Regions from separate parts of the Capsicum annuum genome. Here region 1 is linked to region 2. The links are chromatin contacts, called in public Hi-C maps. All regions are on one chromosome and are shown on one strand. Each heading gives the region's core, a stretch centred on a gene start, on an enhancer-like site or on the middle of the called end of the contact. The rest is flanking DNA. Distances are from core to core; before and after follow the strand shown. Region 1 holds the start of LOC107847456 (protein ESSENTIAL FOR POTEXVIRUS ACCUMULATION 1). Region 2 holds the start of LOC124888490.

Region 1 (6,387 bases), core at 1,605-4,104, 310 kb after region 2:
TAGATAGGGGTCACTCCTAATTCTAAGCATTGTGTTAAGACTAGAAGATAGTCTCGGATCGTAACAAGGACCTGTGTGGGCAGGTGCAGGCGCCAATGCCCTGTGGCAGTACAACTGGAGCTTCTAAAATTTGTCCTTTTGTGGCCCTTTTTGCACTCTCCTTCTCTCTTGGAATATTACTTTCTTTTTAGATATTCCTTTGTACCAATACCCAAGCACTTCTTCTTTCTTCCTTTTTTGGTTCAAATACCTTTTTTTAAATAGTCTTCTTCAACAAGATACGAATTTAGGGAAGAACACCAAGAACAAGATAATCTTCACGATATAACTTTCTCATTTAAACTCAAATTCACCCCAAATTTGAGATCTAAGCTCCGTTTGGTATGGATAACAAACCCCAATGATTATCAACCCTCAATTTCACTCCAAAATTTTCAAATTTAAAGATCCATTTTAGATTTTCTTCAAGCGTGGACTGAACAATGGTAAAACCTTTAAATCAACTCTGATTAAGCTCAAATTTGAGATTTGGATTCAAATAGTACTAGAGAACAAGACTCTAGCATAAAAACTCAAGAAAACACCAGAATCAAAACTTAAAATTTAAAAAATGATCCAAAATATGAAAACCTAATCTTTTTGTGATTTTTGATTTTTCTTCAATAATAAATTAAAGATTGAATTCGTGAAAACAAATCCAAACCGCGCTCTGATACCAAATGATATAAGAAAAGATATAAAAACAAATACAAAGTACGAAAATCAAATGATGATAAATAAAAGATAATAATTGAGAAATAGATAGATAAATAGATAACACAAGATGATAAAGAACAGATAACCCAAAGATATATTAAATTCAAGGACCTTTCTTTCAATTACCACAAATACCTATCTCCTGCGAAGACCGAGATAGGAATTGAACTCCCTCACAATCAATGTTTCTAAACAATCACAAGTTCCCAACAATCTTAGAAAATACTCTCAAGTGTAAGTTCATCCAAAATCATCAAAGTCTAAGAAAAAAGAAACATAACTATTTATAATAATGGACTATTTATTACAAAATGGGTCCAAAAGTGATCCTAAATGCCAAATGAGCCCACAAGTGACCCAAAGAGCCAAATACTCAAGGAAAAAGACTACTCCTTCGCCCATCCTCATTATGATAGATCACAACACCCTTCTTTATCTCTAAAAGGTTTCGCCAATTATCTTCAGTTAGAATCTTTAGAGTAATTCGACTTGTATCACTGCATGTAAGCAAGCAAAACATAATTGTACAAGACAACTTTGATTCTACTCGAATTCTTTTATGATACAAAATACATTTTTAATATTATATAAATAATTAAATAATAATTTGAGAAAAAATTAGTAAATGACAAATTTCTCTAAAATAGAGTCTTTTAATGAATGATGAGAAGTTCAAACAACATTTCTAAGGTCCTTCACACTTTTAAAACTTGTTTGACCATAAATATATTCACTTTATTTCAAACTATTTATTCAATTTATTTTGAAATCCTTGTTTAGCCATAAAAATACCAAATACAACTTGAAGTTATATTTGAAATTTTGAAAAAAACCTCAAGGTGGTTTCACTTTTTAATTTTTAAAAAAATTCTTAAGTTTTTATTTTCATAAAATAGCCCCACTTAAATTGTATTTCACATTCAAATCATATTTTATGTTTTTTTTTTAAAAAAATATATTTGAATTCTAAATATTAACTCCAAATATAATGACCAAACACAACTCTAGTTTCAACCTTGAAAAATTCATATAAAGTGAATATATATTTGATTTTCATGAACAAATACCTACTTAATATGATATAGCTATATATTATAGCTAGAGTTATAAATATATCAGAAAAGGTACGAATATACCCCTGAACTATGGTAAATGGTACGTATATACCCCTCGTTATACTTTGAGTACGTTTATACCCTTGCCGTTAATAATTTGATGCGAATATACCCCTGGCCCTAATGGCTTGCCACGTATCAAAATCCTAATGGTTGAACTTTTTTTAAAAAAATTTATTAGCCTAAATAATTAAATTATCCTAAATTAAATTCGATACCTATCTCGGTCTATGAAATTTTCAGGAGAATCCACAATAACTCACGCGTCTTTCTCACTCTCTCTTTCCCTGAAAAAAAAATTTCATTCCTCCAGGTGTGACTACAAATTCATGCATGTTTCTTTATCTATCAAGTAAATTGAGACAGAGAGAGTAATATTCTCCAGCCTTTAACATGGTGACTGCTGAAATTCGATACATACATAATGAGATGTAAGTCAGTTATCAATGTAAGAAAAAGGTTATCAATATAGGAGTGTGAATTCTTGTTTTATTTATGTGAAAAGGTTGAAACTTCACCTGAATTATTGAGCTGTAATGGAGGAAGAAAGAAAGATTCCAACTTCCAGTTTTGTGGTGGAGACGAGAGAGTTTTGTGGGGTTCTCTTGATTGTTTCATGGGATCAGATCGGGTCTGGGTTGGGTGTGGGAATTGATTTAGGATAATTTAATTATTTAGGCTAATAATTTTTTTTCCAAAAAGTTCAACCGTTAGGATTTTGACACATGGTCCACCGTAGGGCCAGGGTTATATACGCACCAAATTATTAACGACAAGGGTATAAACATACCCAAAGTATAATGAGGGGCATGTATGTACCATTACTATAATTTAGGGGTATATTCGTACCTTTCTCGCAAATATATTGATAGATTATGAAAGTTAGGGACCAAAATGCTCCACTTTAGCAAATATATAAGAAATTAATTAAAAATAGTGAAGATTATATTTGAAGGACCAAAATAGAGTCAGTCCAGTAAATGAAAGGATAATTTTGGCAAAGAACTCCTTTTGGTTTTTATTCATTTGGCTCTGGTGACCACCCAAACCCTCAGCCTTTTCTTCTCCGTCACCTCTCTCTCTCTCTCTCATCAATAGCTCTCCGAACCCTAAAAAAGTACTTGTCAAATCCAAATTCACTGTTCACTTGTCTCACTTAACTCTTCAATTTCACTCTCGCGGCCTCGTCGATTCATTTATCTGCATCGATTCTCTTTCTGACAAGGCCATGGCAGAAGGAAATCTTGACCTTCCTGACGATCTCCTTTCCTCTAAGACTTCCGATCACTCCTTGACCCCCAAAGGTGCTCATATATTTTATTTGATTTTGATTTGTCTTAAATTTTAATGGATGATTAACTAATGCTTAGTTTAGGGTTCATTAATCTTATATTTGAATCTTCAATTTTGAATTCTAGGGCTTCAGATCAGGCGCTATGTTTTTTGTTTATTTGCTTTCCTTTCAGTCTGTCAGAGAAGATAATTGATGCCAAATTCTTCGCTTCGTTTTTGTTCTATTGCCAACTCAAAATACTTGAAAATCCCGCATTCAGCAGACAGTGTATCAGTGAGTCTTTTGGTCAATGTTAATTTGACGAATTGACGCTTCTAGATGAATATTCTAAAATTAATTGTTTTATTTAACTGTTGAAAGTCGTTGGTTTTCTCACTAAAATGTCATCTTCTTCTAGTGTTTGGATCTACGTATATTCAACCCAGTTCCTGCCACTGGATTTCCTCTATCCATCTTCAAGTCATTTAATTCTGGAATAAGATTTTGGTCCCATTTTGTCATTGTCATGTTTTACAGTTGCTTAGAAACATCTACAGGTTATGACGACAACAAGACTTTCATGGGACAGCTTGATATTTCCAAAGGTAGATTTTGTTTTCATTTTTGATTTTAATTGCATGAGGGCTGTGGATTTTCTTCTGATGCTTTTTGCCTTCTCTTGTAACTCTTCTAACCTGGGTTGGCATTGCTTTAGATCAAGCAATGGTGGACAGCAGCATTCCTTTATCTCCGCAGTGGCTTTACGCTAAACCAAGCGACATAAAGATGGTGAGTGTTATGAAAAGCTTACTCTTCAGAGTAACTGTACCCCATTTTGGCTCTTTAATGGATAATTCCTTGAGGCAAACTATCCTGGAGGACACAGATTAGGTAGAATTCAAAACTTGAAATAGTTATTTTTGGACCCTAAGATCCACTTTTGTGGCACTATCTAATACAATGAGTTTTATACTCATTCAGTTCTTAATATTTGGAATATGTGAGAGATGGTTTGCAGTTTCAGAGAAGTCACAGATTCTCGTCAGATCATTTGAGATGTGGACTTAACATAAATGTTGCCAGTGGAGCCATTCTACGAAGGGAGAAATTAGCACTGCTTGGTGAAATAGGTTCGTTTAGAATCAATTTCAAACCATTCTGCTAGAGGTTGTAACAAATCAAACGATCCTAAAACTCTACCTAACTAGAACATGGATGGGGTTATCTCGCCAAACTGGATAAAGCTACTATTTTTTGATCTAGAAATTGGATTCATCTCCTCTTTTTATTCCCTCTCTCATTCAAACGAATTTGAATATGTAATACATATTCGGAAGGTAAGATTGATTAATGTTGAAAGACTTAAAAGTCGAATCAAAATCTAGGGGGGTTGAAATAGACAAGATTCAGCTGAGATCCAAAGAAATAGAATCCGATACTTTCTCATTTCCTTGTCTTTTCTTTCATATTCTACTTCTTCATTCCAGATTTCTCCATTCTTTCCAATATGCCTTTGTCGAACCCGTTTAAGTAATGTGTGCAGTACAAAGTTCATGATGTAGAACTCATTTGGTTCATCCTATTGGTGTGACCCATCTGAAAGAATTATCTTCGAGATAAGTGTGAGGATTTCAATTGAATCCTTAATTTCCATATCCCCTCCTGGTGTTGCAACATCATCTCAAACTCAATAGATCATAAAATGTCATTGTAAATTTTAAAAAATGTTCATTTGTACATGATTAGACCTTTTACTTGCTTTCTCTATGATATGATGAATTACATTTATTAAACAAAACTAAAAATGAAATAGTTTGTCCCATCTGGAAATTCTCCTTTCTAAGTATACAGGGAACCCTTGAGAATTAAGTGTTTTGTTGTTGAATTAGACGGTTTTTGTGAGATCTTTTCGGTGTTGACATCAAACCATATAGACAACCAAGATATTGACCCTGATCTTGTAGTACCGAGGGTGTTGACTAAGTGTGTTCGGCCCATTTAAATAGGCATTTGGACATGTGATTTCATCTACTGATTTGGAATTATGAGATGAAATCAGCGTTTGGACATGCGTATCATGAAATGAAATCCCAAATCTCCAAAATGCTTGATTTGGAAATTTCATATCATGATTTGGAATTTTTCAAATACAAAAATTGACCCACAAGTTTATATTTTGTAAATAAAATCCACAATTTTATATCAACCAACCATTTATTTCATATGAACAAAATTTAAAGTTGATATTATTACTCTTACCAATCTTTAAACCATTTGTATTGGATTTAATCTTGACTCTCACCAACCTTTAACCATCCACATTTATTATTACTTTAACGTGAGGAGATTTTCGTACTGTGTGGGAGGATTATATTAAAGAGTAGTATACTGCTACTCATGTTCAATTTTACTTTTTTATTGAACTAAAGTTCGATCAATGAATGCTGTATTATTTTTAGAATAGCTTCATGATAGTGTATTATACTTTTGTTATGCACTTTTGCTTATTTTGCAAGATTGTATAAAGAATTGGGGCAATTTTGACAGTTTTTACAACTTATGGGGTTTTTATGATTAAGAGAAAACATACGACTTTAAAGGTCCAAATAAATTGCATGTCCAAACAAAGCATCAACTTCATCTCAAAAGATTTCATATCACAATTTCAAATCATGGTTTCATCCCACATGGACAAACGGGCCCTTAAGACAGAAAATTTCACCTCTCCGATGGATCACTAAGCAATTGGTGTAGAAGAGTAACAATGGTTTTTGTTCGTTATTTCTATGATTTTTATGGTATTTACCATCCGTGACCACATAGGAAATACTTCTTTCATGAGTGTCCATTTCTTGTGGATTCATAACTGTTTGTCTTAAAACTGAGATTTAGAAAGTCACCGTCAGTTCAAGCTCTTCTTGTTGATCTAAACAAAAAAAGCTAGCTTGAAACAACCCCAAAAGAAAAAACTTTTACCTTTAAACTTTGCCAAAGTTTCTATCACCTTGAAGCATTATTCTTCCTAGACTTTCGAATATGAAATTCTGGAAGTGACTACTACTGTTACCTACTGTACTGTTAAACAGAACTGGAGAAAATTTCCCTTCATTTGCAACCTTCATACGGGATTTATTCACCTGTGATCTTTTTAAGATTTGAATTTTCATTCTTCTCTCCATAAATCTAAGTGCCAGATGTTCAGATGTTACACTTACTCATATTTCTTTTATACTGCTTGAAGTT
Region 2 (6,602 bases), core at 2,877-5,376:
TAAGTTTCTCAATTTTCGGACAGAGCATGGTGATTTTAATGGAGGTTGTCAGAAAAATTAGGATCCAGATTGCACTGATAACCCATTTCATAATTTCAAAAGGAAGATTAAGAAGGTTAAAAAAGTACTTTTGAAGTGGAGCAAACAGACATATAGGGATATTTTTCAATGGCTGATAATTAGGGAGAAGATAGATAAGGTGAAAGAAAGGTTATTTAAAGAATCGCCTTCTTAAGTAAATAGAGTTGTTATACAGAAAGCAAGAGCAGACTATATCAAATATCTTCAGCTGGAGGAAAGTTACTGGAAATATAAGGTTGGTTATGATGACGGGTTTGAAAATGGGGATAGAAATACTAAATTATTTTATAGCATTACTAAAGGTAGAAGAAACAGACTGAAAATTTTTAGGATCCTTAATGATTCTGGGGCTAGAAGATGAAGCTCATATTGCTAGAGAGGCTATTTCTTTCTACCATAAGCAATTTTCACAAGAAAGAGATACAACCGATTTTTCTTTACTAGAGCAAATTCCTAATTTAGTTATGAAGAGGAGAATAGGGCTCTTGAGCCCATTTTGGATGAGGAAAAGATTTAGCAGGTTGTGTTTAAATTAAATGGGAATAGCAGTAGTGGACATGATGGGTTAACTGGAAAATTTTATCGAGTTTGTAAGGACATTATTGGTAGAGATGTAAGGAGACTGGTTATGGACTTCTTTGCAGATAATACTCTCCTTAAATCCATTACTCATACTAATTTGGTTCTTATTCCTAAAAAGGCTAATGTTCAGTCCTTTTCTGATTTAAGACCAATTAGTTTGAGTAATTTTGTGAATAAAATCCTGTCTAGGATTGTGCATGATAGGTTGGATAATCTTTTACCTAGATTAATATCCCCTAATCAGTCAGGCTTTTGAAAGGAAGGAGTATTGTAGAAAATGTCCTATTTACTCAAGAGTAATGACTGATATTGGTAAAAGAGGGAAACCTTCTAATATAGTCTTAAAGCTTGGCATGACCAAATCCTATGATAGGGTTTCTTGTTTTTTCTTGATGAAAGTGATAACGAAGTTGGGATTCTCTAATGCAGTGGTAGATGTTATATGGAGACTGATTTCTAATAGTTATTATTCTATCTTGTTAAATGGTTAAGTTGTTGGATTCTTTCACTCTACTAGTGGGTGAAACAAGGAGACCAATTGTCTCCTGCACTCTATATTCTCTCTACTGAAGTGATGACAAAAGCTTTTAATTACTTATTTAATAACATCTCTTATGTGGGGAATAGTATGCCTAAGTGGAGTTCTAATTTAAATCACCTTGCTTATGTAGATGACACCATTATATTTAATTCTTCTAATGAGTATTCTATGGATAAGATAATAAAGATTTTGTAGGAATATCTGATTGAATTTGGCTAAAAGGTAAATAGGGGAAAAAGCTTTTTTTATATGCATCAAAATGCTCCCTCTAATATGGTGAATCAGAGAGATCAAATTACAGGAATGAATAGAGGATCCTTCCCATTGACATATATAGGATGTCCTTCAACTCATTCCAAGAAGAAAAAAAAGAATTATGTTGAATTGATAGACAAGATTAGAGGTAGGCTTCAAACTTACAAGGGCAGATTATTATATTATGAAGGAAAAGAAGTTCTTATTAAAAATATGCTTCAAAGTGTCCCACTATATGTGTTATCAGTAGTAGCTCCTCCAAAGAGTGTCATAAAATAAGTACAAAGAATTTTTGCTAAATTTTTTTGGCAAAACAATGATATAGGTAGAAGAAAGCACTGGGTTACTTGGAGTAAACTTTGTCTCCCTAAACAAAAATGTGGTTTAGGATTTAGATCAATAGAGGAAGTAGCTCAGGCTATGATGCCAAGCTTTGGTGAAGGTTTAGGACTCAAAGCAACTTGTGGAATAAGTATTGCAAAAAGTAGTTACCTGCTTTTATCCAATGGAGAGGTCGATCTCAGGTGTGGAAATCTATGTTGAGTAATAAAGACAAAATAGAACAATGCATATGGTGGGAGCCTAAAGGTGGGACATCCAGTACTTGGTTTGACAACTGAATTAATACTGGTCCATTGTTTATGCAACAATCTGAGGTGTAAACATGCCATCCTTTGACTGATATTTCAGAATTTCTAAGTATTGAGGGTTAGAACTATGAGATTATGCAAAATACAGTCCCCATACATGTAGTTAGCCATATCATAGATAATATGGACTCTGTATACTTTGAAGACAGTATGGATAAAGCTTGGTGGACCATGAATAGTACTGGAAAAATCACTACAAAAAGTGCTTGGGAACTTCTAAGGCAATGAGTTGATGTTAATGAAGATTTAAAGGTAATCTGGCATAAAGGATTGCCTTTTAAATTTTTATTCTAAATCTGGAGGATATGGAAAGGTAGGATTCCAGTAACTTCCTTGATGAATAAATGGAATCCTGAGATTAATGAGTAGTGTGTTTGATGTACTAATCCAGAAAGATAAACTATTAACCATCTCTTCCTTAAGGGGCAAATTATTGAAAAGGTGTGGAATTATTACTGTAGAGCAGCTGGCTTAGTTGAACAAAGAATAAATGTGAAATAATGTGTAAGGATATGGAGATTACAAGAAGGTAATTATAGATTGGGGACTATTTTTACTATAGTTCCTATAATTATTCTTTGGTTTCTATGGAAAATAAGAAACACTGTTCTAAATGGGGGTACTTATCATGAAAGAAAGATCATTTAGGAAGTAGATGATATTGTTGCCAAGTTTATTAAGCTTAGGTTTAAAATGGCGGTGGCAGGTAGAAAGCGATCTAATATAGTGGATGAACTTCATAGGTACAGTAACTCCTATACTTTTATGCTGGTGAAATGGATTCCTTTGGAAAGTGGATGGTTAAAGGGTAATACTGATGGTGCTTCCAAAGGAAATCCTGGCCCTAGTTCTATTGCATTTTGAATTGGAGATCAGTTTAGGGATTTAATAGTAGCTAAAGGATCTAGAATTAAAGACACTACCAACTTGGTAGCAGAATCTACAACTATCAGGGAATGTCTTCATTTCTGTAGAGTTAACTCTATACAGCAAATAAGTCTGGAAACTGTTTCTAGGGCTATGTTTTATATACTTAATCAACATTGGTAGGCTCCATGGAGTGTGGAAATAGTGGTCGGCTCCATTAAAGCGATGATGGAAAATATATCAGTTGGAGTGGTACAATACCTTCGGGAAGGTAACACTCTAGCAGATTTTTTCACTAACTTAGTTTTTGTTTTTTCAAGTGATTTTCAGTATAATAATTTAGAACATATGCAAACAGAAGGGAAAACAATCTTAATGCTTGACAAATTAGGGACTCTTAATATTAGAAGAAGTGCACAAGACTCTTGAAACAACACAATCAACAGTTCATACAAAGGCGTAAATTAGGAAACATCAGTTAAGAACTAAAGGATCTAAAGGCGTAAAGTAGTATGCTCAAAATGTATTCAACTGGAAAAGATAGAGGAACAAAAGAAACCTGGAGTTTGGACCTTGATACTATAAATGGATGGAGCAACTCCACTTTTTGAACTTATAGAAAAGCAGTGAAGAGTAATAGGGTTACCACAGTTGAAAAAAAGTGTAAATAGGTGATAAACTAATTGAATTGGGGATTTTTGAGTAGATGAAGATAATTGGGGTTGGAAGTGAGTTCCTTTTGAGTAGGATGCCTGCAACCAGTGAGAATTTTGGTTGCGACGGGATGAATACTCAAACAAACAGCTGCACCATCTCTGTAATAAATCCTTGTAGATGATTAGCAATGTTCCTTTTTACACTAACAAAGTATTCAAATCTTTATCTACCAGACTCTATTTTCTAGTAGAGATGGTGGTATTACTTTCTTAAAAAGCTCAATCGATCGAGCTAGAAAAGAGAAAAGGAAATATTAAGATTTGAAACTTAGCTTGAGTGGTGGAGAAACAGAGAATGATAACAGGAACACCATAAAAGCGCCATGGAGATCATATCGACGGCGAGCAGTTCTGAAGATTACATAAAAAGCTGGAGAAGATGAAAAGGCCACAAGAGAAGGGACCTCACTCTCCAAAATAACCCACTGATTTGAACTTTTGGATATTTGTTTGGTTTTTGGTCTTTTTCGTATTCGGGTGGGGTTACTATTGGGCCTGACCCAGTCATTTGTAGTGAACTTTTGTTTTTATGAAATAGGCTGCAACCCGATTTAATTTTAAAAAAGGGGTCAATTTGCCTAAAGAACTTATAGTCTATTTAATTAAAAGGTAGACTTTAAAGGGTTATTTAACAAAGAGTCCCAAACAAGGGATACCATATTTTGGTTCAATGTTGTAAAGTTTCACTGTGGGAGTCATTATAGCCTGCGATTAGGTCCACCGTGTATATTGAACCTTAGGGAGTTTGAACATGATTTATTATTTGAAATCTCTAAAATAGTTTGAAATTTTGTTTGAATACACACTTGAATTTCTTAAGTTGTATGTTGTTTTTCCTAAAATTGGTACTGCTGAATTATGTATGAGGTCAAAAGCACACATGTAAATTAAACTCTAATTTTATATCTATTTACCAGCGGATTCATTATTTGATTTAATTAAACAAGGATAGGAATATTATTGGAAATTATTAGCAATAGAAAGCAAATAAACAAGCATAAATTTAAGGAATGAGACCTCGATGCCATTCCCCGAGAGTTAAGACCATTCTTCCGAGGGCAATAATAAACGAAGAAACTATTTCTAAATGGACAAGTAAAAGTAGTATATTGTATTAATTATGAATATGAATTAATATGTGCATGTTACAAGTGGTACGATAAACTATTTATAAGCTTTCACATCGCAAATTATCCCCTAAATGTAATTGGCAGTCACTAATATCACCTGCCAGGAGAAACAATCTTCCATACACTCATAATTTCTATAAGCACTAAGATAAAACGTGTGCAACTCCAAAATAGTCATAAAACGAAAGTAATTATCCAACCACATATCATGTATTGATTTATGAAAACAAACAATAGCTTAAATAATAAACTCTAGCCCAAATCTCACACTAAGAGTACGGAGCATCTAAATAGAGTTACACGAGTTCAACTTTTGGGCATGCAAACCCAATGAAAAGAAATATAATCTAAAATTAGCTAGAGTTGAAATGACAGTCTCCACGAGTAATGCAAAGTCTCATCTCAGCAACAAAATCCTCACAAACGAACTATCAACCACTAGTTTCATTTTTTGCAACAGTATATGTAGACATGCGTGTAAGGAGTGTGCTAAATATAATCCAGTAAGTTCTCAACCCGCTACTTTAATACTTCTAGAACAAGTGTTAGAAAAATATAAAGCACAAAAAATATAATAATGACATGTACAAAATATATATTACAATATAAAGCTCAATAAGATCCAAAATGAGGTTCAAAAAGCTACTTTGTATTTTAACTCAATCAACTCTCACGACTTGTCATAAACGACAGTGAAGGTGGTCAATCTAGCACCTCGAAAAGTCCATGACAACATATATAATGCCCCAAACGTATATTATGACAACATGTACTAAGCCTCTAACATATTATGGAAGCATAAGTATGCCCCTAACATATTACAACAGCTATGTATGCCCCTAATCATTATATCTGGATGGCAAAGAAAAGATATCCAATGACCCAACATTACCTCACATATGACCATGAAATAATTTTCAATATACTTCACAAAATATATATCCACGGCTAGTCAAAAACCGTCGATTATGCCAAGCACACGATGTCCCAACATATGGACTAGGTAGAAAAATACATGTTTTATAAAGCAGGTTTGAAAAGCTAGTACCAAAGCTTAAAGTCTCACTTACCTTGCTAACAAGAAATTCCCCCAACGTTGAAAATTTGTAGAACACCAATCAAACAGCCCCCGATGGTTTCAATCTATCAAAAGTACAATTAATAATATCAATTATGCTAGTCGTAGGGGGGGAGGTCAAGAATCAATATTCTAACTTTTAGGCTTAGAGCTAAGCCTTAGTATCTCATCACCTAAAAGCCATGAATTAATAGTAATATTATTCTAGTATCACTATCCAAAAATTATACAATTGAAAAGAACAGTTCTGGAACATGGGTTGAGATGGTCGAAACCAAGCCCACTATTCCAAAAGTTTAAAGTTGTTGATTCTTATGCCAATGAAATTATTATAATCATATAGTTCTACACCAAATTTTAATTATTATAGCATACGCTCTGTTCATAATTTTTTAGTCACTAAGTAATCATTGCGCTCTTATTAAAAGTGATAAGAAAATTACAACTGCAACAAAAGAATGAATGGTTCTTTTACGTAGGTAATTTCAAAACCTTGTGAACTACAGATATGCAAACCATTATTAACAACATATGATACTAAATACCTGAAGCTTTTGCTCGATAAAGATATGGCCATTTATTAACTTCCCAAATCCTCATCTATTAATCATTTCTTTCTCCCAAAAATAATGGTACTAATTTCGCTAATATTTTTACTCTTTCAGTTATGCAGTAACATAAATCAGAGTAAGATAATGGACT

What was found. A called contact is a pair of places that touch in the nucleus more often than the background predicts.
Region 1: a contact with region 2 is called in a Hi-C map of bud, with 2.7 times the contacts expected there. The contact joins the promoter of LOC107847456 here to the promoter of LOC124888490 in region 2. A contact is called at or near these places in 3 of 5 Hi-C or Micro-C datasets (bud, leaf and placenta).

What each region holds. Positions count from the first base shown.
Region 1 is chr11:113,952,498-113,958,884 of UCD10Xv1.1, forward strand. It overlaps LOC107847456 (protein ESSENTIAL FOR POTEXVIRUS ACCUMULATION 1), which reads left to right and starts at 2,855. Exons shown (of 12, transcript XM_047398911.1): 1 at 2,855-3,175; 2 at 3,702-3,749; 3 at 3,860-3,933. The coding sequence starts at 3,100.
Region 2 is chr11:113,639,728-113,646,329 of UCD10Xv1.1, forward strand. It overlaps LOC124888490, which reads right to left and starts at 4,127. Exons shown (of 4, transcript XM_047398910.1): 1 at 3,966-4,127. The coding sequence starts at 4,006.